Regions from separate parts of the Mus musculus genome. Here all the other regions are linked to region 1. A link is a contact called in public HiChIP or PLAC-seq and Micro-C data. All regions are on one chromosome and are shown on one strand. The core of a region is the stretch at or near the end of the contact, and the rest is flanking DNA. Distances in the headings are between cores, read along the strand shown.

Region 1 (3,812 bases), core at 868-3,367:
GCAGATCTCTGAGTTTGAAGCCAGCCTGATTTCCATAGCAATTTCCAAACCAGCCAAGGCTACATAGTAAGACTCTGGAGAAGAAAAATAGAAAGCGGGTAGAGGGAGATTGAATGTTTGTGTGATTGCCCAGCGTGCTAGGGAAGGAAAGAGGCTGTGTAGAGGGACACAGTCACAGAACACTGGCTGTGTAGCTAGTTGCCCTGAGTTCATGACCTCCACAGAATCCAAGCTAGACATATCCAGGTCACCTTGGCCCAGCCGACAGTAACTACTGTGACCTAAAAGATCTCATCTTTTAGAACATTTACACAGGGCTGCAGAGATGGCTCCGTGGTTAAGAGCACTGGTTTCTCCTGCAGAGGACCCAAGTTCAATTCCTGGCACCCACATGACAGCTCACAACCATCTGTAACTCCAGTTCTAGGGGATTCAATGGTCGTTCTGGCCTCTGCAGGCACAAGACATACATATGGTTCCCATACATATGTTCGGGCAAAACAGTCATACATTTAAATTAATTCAAACACCCTCCTCCTGGTGCCCATAATGCATGGTTTACTGACAGCAAACACGAGCCATCACCAAAGACCAGCATGGTGTGGGCCAGAAAGCCCCTCTCTACAGCCCTGCCCGAATTGTCAAGCCCCCCCTTACCCAGATGGCACCAAAACTGAGTTCCGGACGGCGCCAGCCCCGAGTTGAACAACTACCAAGCACTTGAACCAGGACCTTATATGGCGAAAAGCCAGCTCATTCCTGACACATCCAGGGTTCCCCACCTGACTTCTCTGTCCTCGGCGTTGCCCAAGAGCTGCTCCTATATACCTGAGCTTGTTTGCTGGCAATTAGGTCTGATCTGGTCACTTCCCAATGCATCCCCGCCCACACACACTCCCCCAACCTTTTTGGGAGGGGAGAAGGCGACGTGGGGGGATGATGAGAGAGGAAAGGAAGGAAAATTCTGGTTAATAGAAACCTCTTAAAAGTAAGGACAGGGTGAGATGCACACCACGTTTGGATTCTTGGTCCCTGTGGTTGCAGGTGGGGTTGCCATTACCCTCCCACCAGCGCCCTGAGTCTCCCGCCACAACTCCCGTCTGAGCAGGAGTCTCCGAGAGTCAAAGGGAACAGGAACTGTGTGTGTCCTGGACTCTGACAAACTGAGGACATGGTCTGACTGTGGCCTCAAGCAGGAGAGGGCACCCACCCCCACCCTCCACCCCAACCCCCACCCCCACCCCCATCCCCGTTTGAATACAACCCTGACCTTTTCTTCACCTGCCCTTGCAGGATTGGATAGTTAACAAAGCTGCAGTGTTCCATCCCGCCACAGGATGGCAGTATTGTCGCGGGTAACACACGGCCTTAGTCCCACGAAACAGCTTCCGCATTACTGAACCTCAGGAAACACACAGGCTGATAACTTATTATAAAATAACCATGAAGCTGCAAGTTAAAATAAAAATAACTATGATCACATAAAATAAACAACCTTTATTTATTAAACCTCCTTACTAAATATTTGGTGTGCAGGAAAAAAAAAATTCTTTCCAGGGTGAAATTGAAGATTGCATTCTGATGTCTCTAAGCTGTGTTTCAAGGGCCTTTCCCTTGAAGTGGAAGTGCTGCCAGGAGCCATGGCGAGAGGCGGACAGAATAGCATAGCGCTGGGGACAGAGGCCTGAGCTCCACCTACAATTGGACCGTGGCTCCAGAGGCTCTCTCTTGTGTCTGATTTCTGAATCCAAGAATGGCGGTGGGTCCCACTTCACGAGCTGTGAGGAGCCACAGAGCAAACGCCCATCAGGTAGTCAGTGGTGCATAATATGTGCTCAAAAGCAATTAACTTCAGCCATTCTCAACTTGCTGGGACCTCTTGGGGGAATCTTTAAAGTCATCTAGTTCCTTTGCAGTTGGAGGAAGCTCTTACCCATAATTCTCTTTCTACAGTTTCAACCTGCCTGTGGTTGGGTTGAAAACTAAATGGAAAAAAAAAAATCCAGAAATGAGCATTTCACAAGTTCTAAACAGTGCCTCATTCCAAGAAGTGGCACAGTGGCCTTTGTCATTCCGCTCCTCCCAGCCCGGGGTTGGTCATGCTTTTGTGTAGTGTATCCACACGGTACATGCTACCTGTTTTCTAGTTACCTAGGAGCTAACTCAGTTATCCGATTGACTGTCCTTGTACAGAGCATCTCTATCTTGGATAGTGTCCAAGAACCCTGCCGTTTCAGAAATCCTTGGGAGAGTGGGGCTGGGGGGGGGGGGAGCTGGAGAGGGTGGTCCTGGAAGGTATTCCTTGCAAGTAGGTCTCTGGTTCACCTGTGTTCATCATCAAGTCATTCAGAGTAGCCATGTGTCCCCCAGCATGAGGAGACCGCGGCCTCGGCACCCAATGGAATAGTACTCAGACTGAAAAGGAATAAAACCTGGCACATGTGACGGAGTGGCTAAAGCCAGGGGACACTTGGCTACTCTGAATGACTTGATGAAATAAGCCAGACCCGAGAAGAGAATTCCTGTATGATGTTACATACATGAGGTCAGACTTAGAAAGGAAGACTGGGGTGTTGGCTGCCAGGAGCTGGCCGCGGTGGGTGGAGGAAGTTAATGTTTAATGAAATCTGCTCCAGTTTCGGTTCTGCATGATGAAAAGCCGTGGAGGCAGATGGTGGGGGTTGCGCAAGGACTAGAAGGGACTCAATGCCGCCGAACCGCATGCATGATGACGGCCAACGTGGTCCTGTTTTATGGTATCTCAGTTAAAGCAGTATTTTATTATGTTAGAAAGAAGTGGTTTCCTTTCATGGGTCCACATGGTTGAGATCCTGTGGCTCTGGGTAAGACATAGAGTAAAATTTAAATTTAAATAGTGGCTCTTAAAAGGGACCCTCTCATCCCACAGAGTCTGACTCAAACTCAGCAGTGACCTCCTGAGGGTGATTGCAGCAGCTTGACATTCCCAGAGTCCTCTCTAATAGCAGTGACCTTCTACAACCCTGTCACCTACTGCCCTCAGGGGCTGAATGGGTTCAGGCCCCCACTCCACCCCACCCACCCCACCCCACCCCCATTCCTAAGCCCCAGAACCATCCACTGATTTCACCCTTCCCCCAGATTCTTTGTCCTCCTTGGGCCCCCAAAGAAGCTAAGAGGGCTTTGGGGGACTGCATTATACCCTAGAGGGATTTTAACCTTCCTTGGAAAGAATTCAGAGCTGGCAACAGACTCCTGACCCAGAACGCCCCCTTTGCCAGGAGTCGAGTTGACAGCCCAGCTGGCATGCAAATACGGACAGAACGGATGGGGACGCAAGTCCTTCAGTAGCAGAGTGAGAAGTCCATGCGAGACCAGCATTGCATGTCTCATACATGTGATTGCACAGCGGACCGGCATCTACATTCTGTTGTTGTTGGTGGTGGTGGTGGTGTTTTTAAGGATTTATTTAATTTTTTTTATGTATCAGTACACTGTTGCTCTCTACAGAGATGTCACAAGAGGGCATCGGATCCCATTACAGATGGTTGTGAGCCACCATGTGGTTGCTGGGAATTGAACTCAGGACCTCTAGGAGAGCAGTCAGTGCTCTTAACTGCTGAGCCATCTCTCCAGCCAGACATCTACATTCTTAAAACACGCATGGGCAGTAGAGCAAACAACCAAAGAGGAGGTGTTTACAGACTCAGTTGGAACTACTCAAATGAAGGAACTGGTGAGATTGCACAGTGGTTAGAGCGCCAGCTGCAATTCCAAAGGACCCGGGTTCGAGTCCTGGCACCCACACAGCAGCTCACAACTGTCTACAACTC
Region 2 (3,812 bases), core at 866-3,365, 560 kb after region 1:
CAATATCTTACTACACAGCACTGGCTGACCTGGAACCTCCAAACCACCCATGTAGACAGACTAGACTTGCCTGAACTCACAGAGATCCTCCTGCCTCTATCTTCTGAGTACTGGGCCTAAAGTCATGTGCCACAATGCCAGGCTAATCTATCCCACTCAGATATAGTCTCTTTAGATAATACTGAATTATATAATATGAATATCTTACCCATTTAGGCTAAGTTTTTGTCCTATAACCCAAAGCTGGCCCCAGGTGGTTTTGATTCTCTGTGAACCAACTCCACGCACAAACCCTTAGCAATCTCTTTATTCTCTCCCACTGAATAAAATCCAGATTCTCCTGGGTGCCTTTGTCATACACTATGGGGACAGCTCAAGCCCTTAGCTGGCGAGAAAATAGACACTGCCTTCTTAGCTGATTCTATGAGGTGCACAAGATAAAGACGCTGCAAAAAGGCACCCTGGCCCTGAAGGAGTTTGAGGTATGGTTTGCTGAGTGGTGACAGCACAGTGCATGCTCCCTTTGTCACATAATTCCTCGTCACTCAGGGTCATGAGTCCCCCTCACTTCTGTGCAAAGCCTTGTCACAACCAGCAGTGGGTAGCCTGCATGCTCCAGGCCGCCATGCCCCAGGACTGTACGGAAAAGCCTCCATTTCTCTGTAATTGGCTCCTGTCTCTTCAGGATGATGGTCTATCAGCTTCCTTCCATTTCAAGAGGACTGACTGGAGGGCTCTGACAGGCCTGGTGTCAACAGTTGCGTGCTGCTGTGGTTAGCCATCTTCACGTTTCCTTGTGTGAATGTTGAACCTAAGCTGCAGGAAGCAGAACCGTGGCCTTCTCAGGAAATGTTTACATGTGTTCTTCAGGAAGGATTTTCCTTTCCACTCAGTGTTGGGAAAACAGGGCAAACAGCTGTGCTTTCTAAGGCCCACATTCCACCATCAGCCTTTCAGATCAGAATAAAGGACTTTTCTTATTGCCACCAGTTTGCCATAACTCAAGACATGTACCCCGTGTGAGGTCTGGAAGAGTCTTTGCTGGATGCGATCACAGGGGTCAGATAAAATGATATGCCCCTCCCACAAGGCCAACGCTAATGTTGACAGGAGGAAGGAAATGGCCCAAAAGTAAATGGAAGAGAAGGAGGAGGGTGAAAGGGGAGAGGGAGGAGGGTGGAATGGATGAGGCATTACTTACAGGGGTGTGGCCAACTTACCAGTGACCACAAGGCTAAAGAAAAATGTCTCTCTGTCCCTCAGAAAACATTAGCTTCTTTCAACCCTGATCAGAATCATGGGGATGGAGACATGACTCAGTGGCGAGGAGCCCTGGCTGCTCTTCCAAAGAGCCCAGGTTCAATTCCCAACCCAGGCATGGTGGTTCACACTCCTATAACTCCAATTCCAGGAGATGTGACGCCCGCTCCTGGCCTCCTTGGGCACTTGTCATGCAGGTGTTTCACAGATATCCATGCAGGCCAAACACCCGTATATACAAAGTAAGTAAATGAATACAATATAAAAAAATAATTTTTAATTGTTGGGACACACTGACATCTCAACAGGGCATATAACCCCTTTAAGTGGAGACCCTGATTGACTGAGGGAGTAGTAGGAAGGAAGAGAATAGCCTTTCTGGTGGTGGTCGGGTCCCTCACCTTTCTGATGGCAGTCGGTACCTCCGCAGCTCCTCCACCCCATATTCATTGACTCTTAAGTGCCAAGTGTGGTCATGCACCGCAGTCACCCACGGACACGGCTAAACTAGACTTCCGATCTCCACCCTAGCACACACCTACCAAACCAAAATTTTTGAAGAGGAGCTAGTTTAAGAGGCGAGGGGGTGTGGCTCAGCATCAGGGGGCTCCCAGATTCTATGCCTCACACCCAAAAGTGAAATCAGAGCTTTTACGTACCTGCTTGGGGGATCCGGTGCGGCACCAGGTCGGGCACCAAACTGTGAAAGTCCTCTGCAGACCCTGTCTCCTTCTCTAGCTGTCCTTGGGTCACAAGGGCAGCAGCTTGGTTAGTCACTCCATGACCTGCCTTGCCACTGCCTAACCTGTACTTCAGGGTGCCTCATAAGAAGTATAAGGAACGGCTGACTCACCCCAAGAACTTTGAAACCTGCAGATATAAGGTGGTGCCAACTCCTCACTGTACTTACCGGCACACCACAGAGAGCGCTCTTTGAGGACGTCTCAGCCACAGCTTCGCTGCCCACATGTCTGTCTTCCGTGACCTAAGTGACTGACCCCATAGCTCCTTGCTATATGAGAATCACAGAGCAAAGCATTTCCTCCGTAGCCTTTCTTCCTGGGATCTGCCCAGAACCTAGTGTTGAGTTTAATGCCGTGGACCTTAAACACTCCTCAGAGAACTAGCAGCAGTCAGCACACCACGCCTTTGCCAGGCGGCCAAAAGTCTCGGCGGGGCCAGTGGCTTTTATCCTGCAGATACCGAATTTCACATCTATCAATATTATCAGCTGGAGTGTTGTCGTTTTTATAAATGAGAACTGACTGCCCATAAATCATTCTCTGAGCAGGCCATTGTCAGGAGAAAGTGGCCATTCAGTTTACAAGCTAGCCAGACAGGTGTGCTAGTCACAAAGTCAGCAGATCTGGCAGGGAGAGAGAGCTCTCTTGTTCCTTCACTCCTGCAGAACACACACGGCTGGGACAGAGGCCATCGCCAGCAATCCCTGGCCTCTGCCTGTGATTTCCTCAATGTTCAGAGCCACAGCACGGAAGCCGCTCATGGCTGCAGCAGTGGTTCTCAACCTTCCTAATGTGGTGACCCTATTTAATAGGGTTCCTCATGTTGTGGGAACATTCTTTTTATTGCTACTTCATAACTGCAACTTTGCTATTGTTAGGACCTGTAATGTAAATTCCTGTGGTGCCTTCCAAAGGTCTGGCGGGGTGGGGGGGTGGGGGGGTCATGACCCACAGGTTGAGAACCTCTGGTTTAGAGGCTGAGGACATGCAGGGTGGAATCTTCCCTCAGCCCTCCTACCTCACTCCCTCTAACCCCATAACTGACATATCACTGGGATCTAGTTCAGATTTTCAAGTTGAGATGAAGTTTCATGACTGAAAAGACAATATAGATCCAGGTGTTGAGTACTTAGAATGGGTAAACTACTAGGATGTCTGTGAAATCCCTAGTTTGTCTCTCTCTCTCTCTCTCTCTCTCTCTCTCCCTCCCTTCCTTCCTTCCTTCTTTCTTTCTTTACTTTCTTTTCTTTCTTTCTCTCTCTCTCCCTTCCTTGCTTCCTTTCTCTTTTTGAGACAGAGTTTCTTCACGTAGCTCTGGCTGTCCTGGAACTTGCTCTGTAGACCAGGCTGGCCTTGAACTCAAAGATTCAGCTGCCTCTGCTTCCCGGGTGCTGGGACTAAAGGTGTGCGTCACCACTGCCCAGCTTTTCAGTCTCAGTTTCCTGATTCAGAAGGTCTGGCTGGCGCCTTAGACCGTATTTTGTAGAAGCTCGCGGGAGATGTTTGTGCTGATCCGAGGACCACATGTTGAGAAGCCCTGCTTTGTCTGTGATACTCACCAGAATTGCAATGTCACAGTTCAGACTTATCCCTGAGCAGACCTGACCTTCCCACTCCAACACTTCCACGTCTTCTCCTGGATCCAGGCTCTCTGGGGTCTGTCCTCCATACCCAGGTCTCTGCCTGGAGAAACCTGACAGTCATTTTCGTCCATTACTCTGTCTAAGGGAGCAGAGGAGGGACAATCCCATCGCAATCGAGTTGGGAACGGCTGCTGTCCAAGCAGCAGTCTCTCTTGGGAGCGTATGG
Region 3 (3,812 bases), core at 646-3,145, 510 kb after region 1:
TCGCTTGGGGCGTTCGGCAGCTCCCAGGAGAGCCCTTGCATTGGCACCTCGGCTGACTTGCCAGCTTTGGAGCGCAGCAGCCTCCCCCTTCTACCCTCGGGCAGCGTCCACACCCGTTCCGCCCTAACCCGCCTCAGCCCAGCGGGGAGCCCCTCTCTAGTCTCAGCTCTCCCGCCACCCAGCCCAGCCCAAATTTCCCAGAGAGCAATTAGAACGGGAATTAGGCTGCATTGATGCGTACCGGCTGGTTTGCGGGAGCTTTGGGGCCGAGACCATAGCTTGGGGGCACCGCATGCCAAGCACCAGGGGACCACTGAGCCCTCACTCTTGCTAGATGGCGAGATGGCACGCCCTCCACGCAGGTTAGCTCCCCCTATGGCGACCCTCCCATTGTCGAGGCAGTTGCTCTCACACACACCCTCTCCCATAACAAATCATCTTTGATTTTTTTAACCAGTTGTTTGTGGCGGCTCGGATGTCATGAACACTGCAAACCCATACAGAGGCCTCGGGTTTGGGCGGCCTTGCACTGATTCATCCACCCCCTCCGTAAAGCTCCCCTTTCTTGGTCTCACGATTCCGTTCACGGTTCAGAGCAGGTGACTGTGGCGATTTGTAAAATCGAAAGTAGTAAATTCGAAATCTTTTATGCTAATTTCTCATTGTATGTTAAACGCACAGGGACAGAGACAGCTCTGAATCCCGGGATGATTTTTTTAAAAAACTGAAGCTGTGTACACAGAGCGTGGCATTTGAAGTTGTTTAACCATTGTGTTACCAGAAAGAAAGAAAAAAAAGAGTGCGGCGACGGTAGGAGGAAGCAAAGGGCAACAGAAACTGGGAAAGACAGAAGAGTGCTCTTCCTTTCTCTCCAGCCGTGGGAAGCAACGCTTTCGAGTGCACCGGCGTGTCTAGTGGAGTGTGTGCGAGTGGAGAGTGCGCGCGCAACGTCTGTGAGAGTCTACACCATCCACACTCACCACGTTTGGTGGGGTGGGAAAGCTTCATACCCACGAATTCGGCTCTCACTCCCCTTGCTATGTATCTGTCCGTATTTTCAAAGACTACCCACCCGCGTACTTGTTTTGTTGCTATTTCTTTACATACACGGCCCTGTTGTTGAAGGGAAGAGCTGGTTGGCCAAGGGTCCACCGAACAAAGATGAGGAGTCACAGGCAACACCAAAATTGGGAGCCTTTGATTTTCTGAGAAAACACGGACAGAGATGAGGTTAGTCTCCAATGAGGACTAGGGAGCCTTTCTCTCATCCTCTGAGGCGCACTCAGAAACCTTGTTTTTCTGTCTCCAAATAGTGCGAGAGAAGAGACTCCACAGGTGGGAATGGTGGCCGCCCATTAGGATGCTTCATAGGATGCAGAGCTGAGCTTCGAGAACTAAGCGAAAGCGATACACTTGGTGGAACTGGGGTGGGGGGAACGAGCAAGGAAGAAGTAACAGAAAGAAAGGGACCAGGATCAAGTGGGCAGAGGAGATGGGTGTGCGCCCACGGGGATCTGTGCAAGCGAGGCAGCACGGGTGCGGAAATCAATAAGATAAATGGACCGATCGCCAGCGCAAAGCCAAAGGAAAGTAAGAAATAAAGAGAAAGAAAAGAATATTAAATCGCGGGAGAATGAGAAAATAAACCCGAAAAGGGAAGAGGAGGGGGGCGAGTGCGCCTGTTACGGCGTGGGTGGGGTTGACAAGAATAGAGTACATTATGCAGTTCATTTAGTTAACAAGTGAAATAATGAGGAAGCGTGCAGAGTGAATGCCAAGAGAAAGGGCACAAAAACCCTATTGAGAGGCCCCGGCCGCTCCTGGCGTAGCCCATCACATGGCAATAGTCCTATTTAAGCGGCGCCGCCGGCGTCTTTCAGCACCACTAGCGCTGGCCAGCACCTCGCCCGCTCCGGGAGGTGCCCGCAGCAGCAGCCAAGGTGATTCCAGCCCGGGCTTGAGCCGCGCGTGGAGCCTCCGGGGCCCGGGAAGCTGCGGGTGGCCGCGGCCAGGGGAAGCTACGACAGGATCTGCAGTTCCCTCGGGCTCCAGGGGCGGGCTGGCGGCAGGTGGACCGCGCGCCGGAGCCATGCCGCGCTCCTTCCTGGTGGATTCCCTTGTGCTGCGGGAAGCCAGCGACAAGAAGGCTCCGGAGGGCAGCCCGCCACCGCTCTTCCCCTACGCGGTCCCGCCGCCGCACGCGCTCCACGGCCTCTCGCCGGGCGCCTGCCACGCGCGCAAGGCCGGCTTGCTGTGCGTGTGTCCCCTCTGTGTCACCGCTTCGCAGCTGCACGGGCCCCCCGGGCCGCCGGCACTGCCGCTACTCAAGGCGTCCTTCCCTCCCTTCGGATCGCAGTACTGCCACGCACCCCTGGGCCGCCAGCACTCCGTGTCCCCTGGAGTCGCCCACGGCCCGGCTGCGGCCGCAGCAGCTGCTGCACTCTACCAGACCTCCTACCCGCTGCCGGATCCCAGACAGTTTCACTGCATCTCTGTGGGTAAGCGGGGTCCCCGCGCGAAATTGGGGGGCGGTGGTCCCGGGGTGGGGGGAAGTGAGTGAGCTAGGGATGGGGAAACGGCGCGCTATGGGGGACGGTGAGGATACTCGAGGGGCGCTCACAGTGCTAGACTGGGACCGGACGTAGGAACCGGGGAGAAGCCAGAAAGATCCTGGGGCGAAGGGGAAGGGGTTAAGGCCAGCTTTGAGATGTTCCTTAAAGGGGTGTTAGGGACAACCGATTCCGAGGAGAATTGGAGTCTGTGACTTGGCAAGGAGGCACCCGCCTGTGGAGTGATGAATGGAAGGATGGAAGGGATGTGTGCCTGATTCCAAGGTTGAGGCTAGCCTCAGTTCAGCGGGAAATTAGGCCCAAGGCTCAGAGGTTTGATGATCTCTCTCTCTCTCTCTCTCTCTCTCTCTCTCTCTCTCTCTCTCTCTCTCTTTCCCTCCCTCCCCCCCCCCCCCATCGCCCTCCAGACAGCAGCTCGAACCAGCTGCCCAGCAGCAAGAGGATGCGGACGGCGTTCACCAGCACACAGCTCCTGGAGCTGGAGCGAGAGTTCGCCTCCAACATGTACCTCTCCCGCCTGCGGCGCATCGAGATCGCGACCTATCTGAACCTGTCCGAGAAGCAGGTGAAGATCTGGTTTCAGAACCGCCGGGTGAAGCACAAGAAAGAAGGCAAAGGCAGTAACCACCGCGGCGGAGCTGGGGCGGGGGCCGGCGGGGGCGCACCGCAAGGCTGCAAGTGCTCTTCGCTCTCCTCAGCCAAATGCTCAGAGGACGACGACGAATTGCCCATGTCTCCATCTTCCTCCGGGAAGGATGACAGAGATCTCACAGTCACTCCGTAGGTGCGCCTTTTAGAGGACCATTGGTTTCCCCACCCCCCACCCCGACCCTTCCCGCACTGGTCCCCAGGCACCCGCTGGCCAACCGACGGATTTCGTTGGGCTTTGCGGTGGTGCGCAGCTTTAGGCAGAGCTAAGACCTTAGCAGACACTTGAAGACAGTGCCCCTGTCCCTTGGGCTTCAGGGTGTTTAGGAGGACTCCAAGCGATGAAGGCTGAGTCCTCCTCCTAGGACACAGCCTCTTCTCCCAGGCACGCAGGCCGGAGCACAGCGCCTTGCTGACCGCCAGCGCCTCTTCGCCTGCCAACTCTGGGCTGGTTCAAGCTTCCTCGGTTCCACTATTCTCTCCTTCTCGGTCAATCTGGGCTTTTCACTCCGCGAGTGGCTGTTTGCTTTTCTTTTAACATTTCTTTCTTGCCCCCAACTCGTCTCCCCCCACTGTGGTCCTTTATGCAACACG

Evidence for each region. A called contact is a pair of places that touch in the nucleus more often than the background predicts. HiChIP or PLAC-seq counts read pairs in DNA pulled down with a chosen protein or histone mark.
Region 2: an H3K4me3 HiChIP or PLAC-seq map of intestinal villus epithelium shows a contact between it and region 1, with 18 times the contacts expected there. The contact joins two enhancer-like sites. A contact is called at or near these places in 4 of 15 datasets of contacts at CTCF or cohesin (the NIH/3T3 cell line, embryonic stem cells, large pre-B cells and 1 more), 50 of 484 Hi-C or Micro-C datasets (B cells, the Ba/F3 cell line, the C2C12 cell line and 31 more), 6 of 115 datasets of contacts at active chromatin or transcription factors (the 230-238 cell line, bone marrow-derived dendritic cells, intestinal villus epithelium and 3 more) and 1 of 9 other capture datasets (embryonic stem cells).
Region 3: a Micro-C map of B cells shows a contact between it and region 1, with 2.9 times the contacts expected there. The contact joins the promoter of Gsx1 here to the enhancer-like site in region 1. A contact is called at or near these places in 16 of 39 promoter capture datasets (the 3T3-L1 cell line, 3T3-L1-derived adipocytes, the HPC-7 cell line and 10 more), 1 of 484 Hi-C or Micro-C datasets (B cells), 3 of 115 datasets of contacts at active chromatin or transcription factors (embryonic midbrain, embryonic stem cells and large pre-B cells) and 1 of 9 other capture datasets (embryonic stem cells).

The regions. Positions count from the first base shown.
Region 1 is chr5:146,674,049-146,677,860 of GRCm38.p6, forward strand. No RefSeq gene overlaps it. Among named protein-coding and RNA genes, the nearest start is that of Gm34700, 25 kb to the right of the region's middle. Within about 2 kb of position 2,118, at least 117 of the 459 cell types and tissues checked have an H3K27ac peak or open chromatin away from gene starts, as enhancers often do. A contact at or near this core is called in B cells, the HL-1 cell line, the HPC-7 cell line and 4 more, where this site is marked.
Region 2 is chr5:147,233,491-147,237,302 of GRCm38.p6, forward strand. The region is part of intron 3 of Plut (PDX1 associated lncRNA, upregulator of transcription); the gene reads right to left. It overlaps Gm38750 (a long non-coding RNA gene), which reads right to left. Exons shown (of 3, transcript XR_868709.1): 3 at 3,388-3,686. Among named protein-coding and RNA genes, the nearest start is that of Gm38750, 3.2 kb to the right of the region's middle. Within about 2 kb of position 2,116, at least 20 of the 459 cell types and tissues checked have an H3K27ac peak or open chromatin away from gene starts, as enhancers often do. A contact at or near this core is called in the HL-1 cell line, intestinal villus epithelium and pancreatic cancer cells, where this site is marked.
Region 3 is chr5:147,186,801-147,190,612 of GRCm38.p6, forward strand. Gsx1 (GS homeobox 1) reads left to right here and starts at 1,896. Exons shown (of 2, transcript NM_008178.2): 1 at 1,896-2,498; 2 at 2,978-3,812. The coding sequence starts at 2,090. The coding sequence ends at 3,354.